2 separate regions of the Anser cygnoides genome follow, and region 1 is linked to region 2. Evidence: chromatin contacts called from public Hi-C data. All regions are on one chromosome and are shown on one strand. Each heading gives the region's core, a stretch centred on a gene start, on an enhancer-like site or on the middle of the called end of the contact. The rest is flanking DNA. Distances are from core to core; before and after follow the strand shown. Region 1 holds the start of MTSS1 (MTSS I-BAR domain containing 1). Region 2 overlaps MTSS1 (MTSS I-BAR domain containing 1).

What was found. Hi-C and Micro-C count contacts between places; a contact is called where the count stands out from the background.
Region 1: a Hi-C map of liver shows a contact between it and region 2, with 2.1 times the contacts expected there. The contact joins the promoter of MTSS1 here to the enhancer-like site in region 2. A contact is called at or near these places in 5 of 7 Hi-C or Micro-C datasets (fetal liver, granulosa cells and liver).

The regions. Positions count from the first base shown.
Region 1 is chr2:152,029,196-152,035,199 of Taihu_goose_T2T_genome, forward strand. MTSS1 (MTSS I-BAR domain containing 1) reads right to left here and starts at 3,408. Exons shown (of 16, transcript XM_066990728.1): 1 at 2,794-3,408. The coding sequence starts at 2,865.
Region 2 is chr2:151,945,240-151,951,603 of Taihu_goose_T2T_genome, forward strand. The region is part of intron 4 of MTSS1 (MTSS I-BAR domain containing 1); the gene reads right to left. Among named protein-coding and RNA genes, the nearest start is that of TATDN1, 48 kb to the left of the region's middle. Within about 2 kb of position 2,147, at least 2 of the 3 cell types and tissues checked have open chromatin away from gene starts, as enhancers often do. A contact at or near this core is called in fetal liver and liver, where this site is marked.

The DNA.
Region 1 (6,004 bases), core at 2,158-4,657, 85 kb after region 2:
CACAACCAACTCTGTTACCATGTACACCTACACACTACTCAACAAACATGACTCTCATTTTGCGTGGAAAATATGAAATACGGACTTCCCTTATCAGGTCACTGGAGTTGCATGTGTGCATTAAAATGCTGTGTAAGAACGGATTGGAAAAATCCCACTTACGTTTAACTCGGTAACCTCGTTTCTCTAAATCACACAGCTTTACACTGTTTTTTATTTCGGAGCTTTTTTGGTTGAGTATTAATCACCGAACTATTTTTGGCAGAAGATGAAGAAAAATTCAGGGCTTCTGGAGAAGCCATCAACGGTGGCTCATCCTCAGCCACCAAGAGATAATCCTGCTATCAAAACCTGTGACACACCGGTTACGTTTGCATATATCGCCCTCATTAAGTTTCAAAGTTAACACAGCACTGAGGCAACCAGAAAGAAGCAATCCCATCGCTCAGGATTGCGATTCCTGTTTCTGTAACCTTGTTGACATCAAGGAGAGCTCAAAGTTAACCACGGGTACACCTGAGCTCGTCCGCTATTAGCGCACAAAGACTAAAATCTGTCTGTATGGGCCGTATCCTCATCACCTTGGCTGCAGCACCTATCTGCAGCCACTGGCAAAACTTCAGAGCAATTTCAGGGTATCGGCGATTAACCCTACTGCCTTCACAGCTAAGCTGAAGGCAGAGCAATATGATAAAAAAGAACCTGCAAGTTATTTAGTTAAAAAAGGCGAATGCTGCAGCAGATCCCTCAGCACTGCGGGGCGTTTGGGGCCTTGATCTCCGCCTGCAACGAGAGCCAGGCACAGATAGTGCACGGGGGTGTGTGGGCAGACCCCCACACGAAGTCTCAAAGATCCTGCCAGAAGCCTGCCCACACAGACCTGACTACGTGAAGCAGCACTTCAATTGCTAATTTTCACTCTACTACCGAAGGTATGATTAGCTGAAAGGTTCTGGTTAGCTGTCAAAATTACCTACTTTTTTTTTTCCCCCCCGAGAAATCGTCACAATCCTTTGTGCACAAATCACAAAGAACCCTCGTGCGTCTCATCAGCTGCACTAAATTGAAGCCCAGGTAAGAAATTATTTGTTCCACTCATGTTAAATAACAAGCACATTTTTTTTAACCGTAACATCCACCACGCTGCTAAGGATCCGGTGTGATTTTTCCCAAACCTCCCCCCCGCAGTAATCTCCGGTTCACAAAACAGGTTCCACTGCTATGGAGGATTAAAATAAAAAATTCACACCTGTGCCCATCTCCATACGCTCATGTCAACATGTTTCTGAGGAGCAGCATTCCCATGCAAGCACCAGTGTGTAAGAAAATATATAAATAAATCAACACAGCAAGGGTCTATGTGCTTAAGAGCAAGGGAAACCAAACGTAACACTTGTGGAAAGAAGCCAGGAACGAACACCCTCGAGCTGGATCCCCAAACTGCACTTTGTGGGGAACGGAAAGCTCCTGCGTGTTCCCTGCAAACGATCCTGGGGTTTAGGATCGTATCCTGTCCTGGGCGGGTGCTGTTGGTTTATTTTAAGGTGGAATTGTTCTTCAAAATAGAAGGGGGCTGACAGCATGAGGAGCGCGGCCGCGAGGACTGCAGCATTGTCTTGACAGATCCCCGCACGCACGCCCCCTCCTCCCCGCAACCCGCCTGCTCTCGGCGAGCCACGCTTCTCATCGAGCACCTCCCACGATCTGCTCGGAGGGAATCGTGCGCGAAACCCCCCGCCAAAAAAAATAACTTCTCGGGCAAACGGCATCTCCTCCCCGAAACCACGCCAGGAGCCGTCCACCTGCGCCCAGGCTCCCTGTGGGAGCAGCTCCCGTCCTCCTTCCAGCATCGCTTCTCCCGCAGCCCTCCCGGCTCCTTGGCGGCAGATCCCTTGCTCCCACCCCAATACCCGGGTTGGAGGCACGCGGTCCCCGCTGCCCCCAAACCGCCACGCTCGCCCCATCGCCCTCCACATCTCCAGGCCACCGCGTCCTTCGCGGGCGGGCCCGGAGGAAGACAAGCTGCCCTTGTCCGGGGGAACACTGCAGTATTCTGCAGTACTCCGGCGCTGCGAGCCGCGGGGCTCCGGGGAGGGCACGGGCGGCACGACGCAGGAGAGCTTTTGGGCTATTTGTCCCCACGAGCCAAGGGCGGGAGGCGTCCGCTCGGCCGAAGCGAACCCTGCGGAGATGCCAAGGGTGTTTTCGGAGCCGCTCGCGTGGGTCTGCGCAGAGCTTTCTGGTGGCTGGCGGCGGTGAGGAGGCACCTGGGAACTCGAGACCTTGGCGTGCACGCACACGAAGCGCCAAGTACCCCCTCGGTGAGCACACGCCGTGCCAAAATAACGCCCCGTCGCTGATTTTTAACCCGGGAGCACGTCAACTTCTGAGCATCTCCCCCAGGGCCGGGGATGTTTTTACCTCGCGTCCCCCAAACCCGACCCGACCCCACCCCACGGCACCGCGCGGCTCCTCCGCATCGCTGCCCGCCACCCCCAAAGATAATGAAAAATAAAAGGCGGAGGAGGAAAAAATGGGGGGAAAAATATACATATTGTCGTTTTTTCGATCTCATGGGCTTGGAAAAAACCTGCCCAAGGTGCAAGCTAACAGCTTGCACGCCCCAGCAAGGAGGGGGGGGGGGGCCTGCGAAAGCCCCCCCCAAGCCCCCAGAGCAGGGGGTGCGATGCAGGTCCCCCCCCCCCCGCTGCCGTGAGCTTCCCTGGGCGCCGTGCCCGGGCTGTGGGGGGGGTCCCCAGCACCTGCCCCCCGGCCCTCCCCGCCGCCGCTCACCTTCATGTCGCTGATGATGGTCTGGAAGAGCCCTCCGAGCGCGCTACATTCCTTCTCGATCACAGCCTCCATTTTCCTCGCCCGAGCGCACACGGGAGGAGGCACGAAGCGCTGCGACCCCCCCCAGCAGGCTGCGGAAAGCAGCGAGCCTCCCCCTTCTCCCACCTCACCCACTAGATACAGGGGGCAGCTGCGGGCGGCGAGAGGGGGGAAATAAATTAAAAAAAAAAACTCAAGCGCTAAATGCCCACGCCTCTAAGCATTTAAAACAGGGGGAAAAAGGGCGAAACCCCCCCGAAGCGGCGGTGCCCCTCTCCTAAGCGCAGCTCCCAGCCCCGCCGAGCAGCACCCGGGGGCCGCCAGCCCAGGCGGCGCCGAGCTCCCGCAGCCGGGCAGCGCCGCCATCCATCGCCGGCCGGAGGAAAAAACGCAGAGAAAAAAAAAAAGGGGGGAGAGAAAAAAAAAATTAGATTTGGAGAGAGAGGGGGAAAAAAATGGGAGAGGAGACGGCGCGGGGCGAGGGATCTGGCAGCACGAAGGGAGCAGGCTGCAGCAGAGCCGCTGCCTGGCTGCTACGGGAGCAAGCCCACCGCTCCCTCCTCCTCCTCCTTTTTTTTCTCCTCCTCCTTTTTTTTTTTTTTTTTTCTTTCTCCTCCTCCTCGTCCTCTCCCAGCCCGTCCCCGCCCCGCCCGCTCGGCCCCGCGCCTCCCCCGGGCTCGGAAGGTCGCGGGTTCGCGTCCCGCCGCCGCCAAGCTCTGGCTCAGAGGAGGGAAGGGTTTTCCCTCTGCTATCTGTTGTAGTTTTTCCAAACTTGGGGTGTTTGGGGGGAAAAAATGTTGAAAGCGCTGCCCACCTGTTTAGAAAATGGCAGGTGGAATGGGTCAGCAGAAATACAAGCAGCTGGAAATACAGCCCTGGCCTAGTGCAAGCACCAGCAGCTTTGAGCACAGGCCTGTTGTTTGCTCATCCTGCCCCACAAACACAACGCTGTTTAGGAGTGTTAGTGCAGACTGCATGAAACATAGCCTTTTAAAAATAATTTTACTTTTCAAATTCTCTGTGTCGAATCCTCAACTTTGCAAAACATGGAGGTTAAAATTCTCCATTCATACACACACACATATGGAATCACAGAATCGCAGAATCACAGAATCGAGGGGGCTGGAAGGGACCTCGAGAGATCATCGGGTCCAACCCCCCTGCCAGAGCAGGTTCCCTAGAGCAGGCTGCCCAGGTAGGCGTCCAGACGGGCCTTGAATATCTCCAGAGAAGGAGACCCCACAACCTCCCTGGGCAGCCTGTCCCAGTGCTCCGTCACCCTCACCGTGAAGAAGTTCTTTCGCATGTTGGTGCGGAGCTTCCTGTGCTCCATTTTGTGGCCGTTGCCCCTTGTTGAGAAGTTGAGGTCACGCAAACCTCGTGAAAAAAATAAATAAAATGTGTGTGCTAAATCTGATAACATCAGAGGTGTACCACAAACACACCGAGGGCTGTGAGACTCTTCATGGCACCAAAATTAAGTGCGTGCCCACCGGTTTCAGGGAGCTGAGGCCTACGGCCCCCCTTGCTGCTGACCCCAGCGGAAGGGCAGGCTGTGTTACCACAGCGTTTAATGAGAGCCAGGTGGAGAGGCAGGAAAATATAAAATATATCGTAAAGTGAGGTGTTTTTTTTTTTTTTTTCTGTCTCCATCTATACAGGCACATGCAGGTACATGTGCAGCCAGTAACTGAGGTGGAAATTTTGAAATCTGAGTATTACAATTAAAATGATATTAAGGTTATTTATCTCTTGTTCTCTGTTATTATTATTTATCATCTATTTAATTCCAGCCTGAGAAGAGTTAGAGCTGCGCACCATCACGTTTTGCTTCACATTTCAGACAGGGCTTAGGCACAAGCACAGGATGGATTACAGTCCCTGTGTTAATTTAGCAGCGATGAAAAACGCCGGACAGGTGCCATGCCTGCAGAGCCATTTTCCCTCTTCTCTTTCCACTTCACACGGGTGGGAGGCACCCCTGCAGCTCCGACGGGGCTGTTCATGCCCTGGCTCTGTACCAGGCCCTCTCTAGAAGCTGGCCACACGAAATGGCCGCAGCGGTGGTAGCAATGCTGCCGCTCGTCTCACACAGAGCAACGGATGGCTGCCCAGGGCCCTGGGACAGAGGGACACACAGAAGGCAGCAGGCGAACTTCAAACCGCTTTCCTTTGTTCAGACAAGGAAACACAAATAGTACCTCATCTAACCTTCATGGGAGCAAGGATTTCCAGGGTAAAAGGCTGGCAGGTTGCAGAATGCAAGGTGCGTGTGGGACGGGATGGAGGAAAAAAACCTTCTGCAAAGAAGAGGTTGTTTTTCAAGGAGTGCATTTGTGCTTTAGTTAATAAATCAGTGCTGTCTGCTCCATACTAGGCAACAAATCTTCATTCAGTGATGAAGCAGCAAGCAGGTATGCAATAGACAAATGAAGCAAGCATTTCAAACCTCAATAAATTGTAACAAGAGCATTGGGCACGCAAAATAAGAGAATGGTTTTTACCTTGCAAGTTTGAAAGCACTGGGTATGATGAGCACCTTGCTGAACTGCTACAACTCACACGTGCCCCGTCACATACCCATAGCCTGGAGATACCTTGCCTGGTGTGCAGGTGGAGTGGTCTGTCAGAAAGCACTAGATCATGAAAAATGGAAACATCGGGGTTTTGACAAACTGTACATTTGTAGGACAAAAAAAATCAAACTGGAGCATCAGAAATAGAAAAATTATACTTCTCCATTTGAGCATTTTTTATTTCAAAGGTTATTATTCTCTTATTTTTTCACAGTTCATATCACTTAACAATTGTGTTAATTTCATATTTTACATTGTTTGTAGCATAACAGCTGAAAAATAAAGCAAAAGCACACAATTTAAAATTAAAAAAAATAAGCTCTTGATGACTGAAACTTCTTTTTTCCTTTTGCACTGAAGGAAATTTCAGACTCTTGATTTTATTCTTCCTTTAAGTGACTTTTGATGATAGAATTTTCTACGGGATGGCGATTCGGCTTCAGCCAGCTGTAGAGTGAGAGGCAGCAGTTTTCTTGAGAGACCTGAGCCCAAATGGTTGTTTAGAGTGCAAGTAAGTAGTGCAGTGATGTTGCAGTACTGTCGGGTTACCATCTGTCATGTTATTTCTGGGATCTGCTTGATTGATTTATAGCAAA
Region 2 (6,364 bases), core at 897-3,396:
GTGTTTGGCCATCCTGGAAACGAGATTTCTGCAGTCCCGCAAATTTTCAGAATAAGGCTCGCAGAGAAGGCACGTCCCCTGTAGAGGCTTCCCAGCCACCCTCTGTGCTCCTCCTGCTATGGGACCGTTTAGTTTTCACGCAGGCTCTCGCCACAACAATTGCGATGCTGTTCGACGCAGACAGTAGCGAGCTTTGTTTTTATTCCTCGGGGCCGTCTCATTCGCAGCCTGCTGCCATCTCACACGGCGACAGGCAGCTAATGGGCACGCCGTGAAGCCAGCCGCGGCGGGGGCAGGCGCCCTGAAAGCCGCAGCACCAGGGAGTGGGGCTGCATCGAGCCGCTGTGTGCTTCCAATTCCCATTTGAAAGCTGATGTTCAATGTTCCCGGAGTCTATTTAAGTGTAGGAGATGGAAACCTCGGCAAGGGGCTTTTCAATGTAGGCGCTCTTTGGATCCGCAGAGGCAGGAACCATGTCCAGGTGTCCCTGTGCACCTCCACAGTTGTGACAGCCCAGAGCCTTCGGATCACCTCTGGCAGGGTTTCTGAATGCTCAAACAGCAGCAGCAGCCTTTCAAAGTCTCACCTCCTCAGATATAACTAACCATTGCGTTCTGGGGGGCTTCAAGCAGTCCCCTGTTAAAAATCAGGCCCTAGACTGAAGGAAGTGCAGTGCAGGCCCACCTCCCTCGCTTGAAACACACCGCTCCGCTTCAACGTACTGAAGCACGCCGACGGCACCGCAGTTAAACAGAGCTTTACCTCACCGTTCCCAACCCTGTTATCTGCAAAGAATTAAAATGCTTCCTGAGAAGGCAAAAAATGGGAACTGCAGGCCTCTCGCCACACCATGATATACGAGTGCCGGGCCCATTTCCGAAGCGTTCAGCTGCCCGTGCAGGATCACGTGCAGCGCACAGGGTTTATCTCAACCCACACGGCACCAATGCTCCCGTTTTCGGAGGGCCAGGATCAGCTGGCTACATAATTGGCAGAAGGAAACCATTTTGTACCACTGCAGCAGTTTGAAAATGTCCAAACATAATGAGGGAGGGTGGTTTGGACTTGCTTTTACCCAGTTCCAGCCAGCCAGCCCTGGTGAGCGCGAGTAACATATGCTTTCTATAAATTATCACTCGGCATTTACAGTGGTGGTTAGCTTGCAGAATGAAAGGGTTGCCAACCCGCACACTCTACAAACAGCGACTGACCTTACAAGCAGCATTAATGTGTGCACGAATCCTGATATTGGATGTGCAGCTTGGTATTCAAGCACAAGACAAAAGAGTTCTCAAAATCCAGTACGATGTTTATTGCCAGAGCTGTAAGAAACCTGCCTCAGCCTCCAAACTCCTTAATGGCTTATCTTAGAAAATGGGTCCAGCAGCAACCAATTGCCCACTTACTCAAGGATAGAGCCATGAAATAGGCAGCAAGCCAAGCAGAGATAACTCGTGCTATCAACACAGACCCGGTGGCCAACAGAGCACCTGGAACAGCACTGCATCAGGAGTGGGCTAAAAGTACAGCCCGTCTCCACGCTGCTTACAGGCAGGTCCCTGGCAAAAATTCATGACGTTTTCCAGTAGTTACAATTTCCTGAAGATAAACACAGAGGCCAGATTAGCAGACTTTTCATCAAATCAGAAGTATTATGGGTGGGTGACCTGGGCTCTATTCACTGCCCTGCAGCTATTCAAGTTAAATTACTGTGCTTTGGGCTCTCCGTTTATAAAATGAGGCTATGAATTATCTGCTTCTCTGACATCTACAATAACTCATCCATTAAGGCAAACAATGCTTGGGAACGGTGTAAAGTAATACTTTGAAACTGGAGACCAGAGCCGTATTCATCAGGTTTCCCACTCAGAGAAAGTGACTTAACAAAACGCTCCTGCCAAATTTGATCAGAAAGTGGGTGATAACATCAGACGTTTCTCATAAGTAAAAGGCAGCTCTGCAAGGCAAACATGCTTTTGCTCTCACTTTCCCTGTTTTTCCTACTCCTGCCTAAGCCTGTGAAAGACCAAAAACCGTCTTCATGTAAGATAATTAAACGAAAGCCTGTGGACCATGGCACTACAATGAGGCCACTATAAAGGCATAAATGATTTTCTTTGACGCGTGCTTGTCATTCAACGTTGCAGAGAGACAACAGGGAGAGACTGTAGCGAAGAGACTCAATTGTTTTATTAGAATCATTATGTTTGTACTTAATAATGATCATAGACCAAGGAAATGACTATTTGATGAAATGTGCAGCTGTACGACTGCACAGCCTCTGTGTACGCCAAACAACTCCCTACAATCGACCTCTTATCTTCCTCCTCTTGCTTCACTGTTGAGCAACCCCAGCAGGCTCACAAGATGACTGCCTTTCAGGAAGCGCCTTTAAGGCTCCAACTTATTAACCAGCTCATCTTTATCTTCCAGGGCACAGTCCAAATGTGCCAGCCATTTCCCTCTCCTCCAAAAAGGAGAGGATGATGAAAAACGGGTGTAATACTTTTGCCATTTCAAAGTTATCGGAAGAGGCTTCCATTAAGATTAAAGCAGGAGCTGAACAGAGGCGAGATTATTAAATACACCTCCAAGCACAGAGGCTATGACAGGAAGACTAACAGTAGGACATTCAGGCTAATGGTCATTACTCAACCCTTATACAAACTCACGCTGTTAGAAGAGCAAGCAGTTTCCATCACTGATTACAGAGGGCATGGACCTTGATCTTGCACAACTGTTTATGCAGATGCCTCGATGAAACCCAAGGATGACGGGATCGGTGCCAGGGTGTCACAGCAGACAGGGAAAAAAAGGAGGGCTTTTGCCTAAAAGTGATCAGCACAGGGGTTGTAAGCAGCGTCACCGGGACAGAAACCTAAAATGGGAGCTACGGTAGCACTTCATGTTTCAGTGAGCCAGTGGCTTCCAGGTAAGGCTTTTAAGTTGGAAAAACGGACCAAGAACTGCAGACAACAGAGTGATGCTGTTCAGCATCTGCCATGCAGGAAAAGAAAACAGGACACCTTTATTCCTACAACTAAAAGCCTTTCTGAGCAGCACTTGGCAAAGTCTTGAAGGTTGCTGCTCAAAACCAGCTTAAAAAAAAAATCATTTCCTGAAGTATTTCAAAAAAAAGCTTCAATTCAGACATATTTCAGAGAAGACTGGATCTACAAATGTAGAGTCAAGGTCAAAGTCACCTCGATTTTTTTTTTAGGAGTAACTGAATTTAATAAAAGTGAAAAGCTGTGGCAGACCATTGTCATGTACCGCAGCTCTGTCATTGTCACTGCAAGGAAAAGACTGCTTGCAGTGTTTTGCAGGCTTCTGCAGAGTGCTCTTTTGGGTATGCCACTTGGAAAACCTATTTATAGAAGCCTGATATGAACTTGTCACGTTAGCTAGGAGTCCACGTAGACCAGATGATCCTGAGAAGAAAATCTATGAGGTAGTTTTTCTCTTTTGAAGAGACACTAGCATTTGTTCACAGGTGAGACTAGCAGGATCTGAAATTGCATTTGCATTGATTTTAACGGAGGAAGAAGCAGCTTGAGGCAGCACAGAAGGCAAAAGGAATATCCCTAGCACACAGCCTGCCCTGGCAACCACCAGTTTTAGGAAGTCCTGAGAACAGCCCCTGACCACGTTCCCGTCAGTACACTAAAGGATGTGCACAAAAGCTCTTATGGCTTCTTCTGGTCTAGCTCATTCCTCTGCTCAGCAGCATTTCTGCCTGCCCCAGCTGTTCTCCCAGCAGGGCACACAGGGCAAAGCCCAGCCCCATGGGAGTTAACGCGAGGGCTGCCATTACACAAGCAGGGCCAGCACTGCACCCGTGCACACAGAGTTCACTGCACAGGCTCTTCTCAGCCCCCCGGGCACATTAAATACGGTCACAGACCAGCCCTGCTATCATCTTTGGGCAATTTGGGTTCAGTCAGCCTTCAAGGCACGCAGAGAAGCTCACGTGTTGCCCTCCGCTTTTAAAAAGGGCTTACCACACATGCAAGAGGCTGGAAATGCTTTGGGGAGCTTTACATCAAGTTATTGCAGGATGTAGCGATCTGAATTTGGAGAAATTAGTGAGCCTGTCACCAATTCACCAACTTCCAAGATACAAGATGCATCACTGAACTGTGACATCGTACTGGAGAGCAGGAACGGTCCATGCAGAAGGGCTCCTCTGTTACTAAATCTGGAGATTTCTTTCAGGAAATCCCTCTCTCCTTGCAGGTGCTTGTTGCTAGTTTTTCTGAATGCAAAGTTCCACTGCCAGGTTTTAATGCCACAAAAATACAGCATCATTAGAAACAGATTTGCTTAGAAGAGCAAATACCACACTTGTGTTTTCCAAGGACTATTATTTACATTTATTTTTTGGAATACAAATAATTTCCACATTGAAAACTAGAGGGTCTAGTCAACATCTGTATTCCCAACAAAGCTGTGGCCGATATTATTGTCCATACCTTTTCCCCGTTACTTTTCTAACGTACAGCCAATCTCATTTCTGAAGTCACCCTGTGAACAGCTACGTACATCTGACAGCCTTACCCTGAGCAGACCCAACTGCGTTATGCCAAACGCTACACCCACTAACGGCTTCAGGGAGGCAGGCAACGTGAGTCATCAACCTCAAACTCTCTCCAAAAAACCGTGTGTGCTAATAAAAAGGCCTCTTTATAATGAAAAGGGGATTCCTGAAGCTGCTGAAGAACACGAGGCCAAGCCCGTGTGCCGTTTCGTTCTCATCTTGCTGGCAGCAGCCGGACCCGAGGCACAGGCTGGGCTGGGTCTGAGGAAAAGAGGCAGGGATGCTCGGCTCGCTGCACCCAGAAGATGCTCACTGTGTGCTCCAGATGGCCAGAAGATGAAGGCTCAGTTCAAACCTTTTAGACAGCCAGACCCATTGATCTCAGTACCTTCATGAATCCGACTCTAAATGAACATTTAATGTCAGCGCGACGTGTGAAGAAGGCAGTAATTCAAAATCCCTGTGTTTTTCTGAAGTACAGCTCTTTATTTCGTCTGGGCGAAGCTATGAACTGCAATGTAATCTGATTAGACTGCAGCAACATTCAATGAGGGGAAGGGATAATACACTTACAGCAAATGGGCTGGAACACCAAGCGCAATTCCACCGCGCGCTCACATCACGCGCGCTGTGCTGCTGAACCTGCAGCCTCCACCGAGACCACGAGGAGCCGACGTCTTTCTTCCCTTTGAGTTGAGCTGTCAGCCCGGCAAACACCTCTGGCTCCAGAAGTCAAAAGCTCCTTCGCTCAGGTCTCCCAACCACCTGTGCTGCCGACGGCAGCCCAGCCAGGATTTATTTCAGCTACGGCCAAATGGCTGCTGCCTCCAAAACACAAAATGAAGCGCGACCGGGACAAGCAGGTGCAAAAAGCAGAAGAAAAAAAAAGTATTTTTAAATCCAAGTCAGCAGATCTAACTGAAACCCCACAGCAAGCAGATCTGCAGAACAAGGCAGTGCTATTTTTACACTGCTGTCACTTCTTCCAGCAGAGCACGACTTGGTGAACGGAGGGGAGGATCACGGAAGGACGCAGGGAGGCCAAAATCGTGTAACGCTTCCTTAAGAAATTATCAGTTCAAGAAGATTTAGAGAAAGGCTGTAAAGTCTCACCTAGAGATGCAGAGATACGGTGACACCAACCTGTCAGAAGGCCCAGGGCACATGGAAGCAAGCACAGTGCCTTACCGTCCCCGTCAGGGATGGATGCCCTCCTGACGGGGCAGGCTCCTGCCCTCGCCCAGTGCTAGCCATATCTACATTAACTGGTATGTAAGGGGGCTTCAAAAGGCAGCAAAACCTTCTGGTGCTTTCTCCAGGTGGCTGCCCTGTGTGTTCCAAAGGCCATTTAAAAATTGTCTCCTATATGGACTGAAATATTCCTGACTCAACTTCATCCCCCATGATTTATTCACGAATGCATTTATCCAAACTCATTTCGACACAGCCTGGTGGAAGACTGGAGACTACACAGTCTTTCCAGACTCACCCTTCAAAAACTGAGGAGACAAATCAGCAGAAACACGGAGAACCTGCCCATCACTTTCACTGAATAGCGGATGATGAAAGGACACGAGTCCAAGGCCCTGGTGTTTGCAATCACCCAGATTCCCCCCAACCTCGTTTTGCCCAGTGCTGTATCTAAAGACAGTTGTTGTGCTGTTCATCATGTCAATTCCCAAACAGTTAGTTTTGTCCTCGCTGATATGCCCTTTTATTTTTTGGCAGCATCCTGCTTATTTCCAACTTCAGCTTCATCAACCTTACGCTGATATAATGAGTTTTCACAAAAACAAGGGAGAGTATCACCGCACGGATCTGACACCA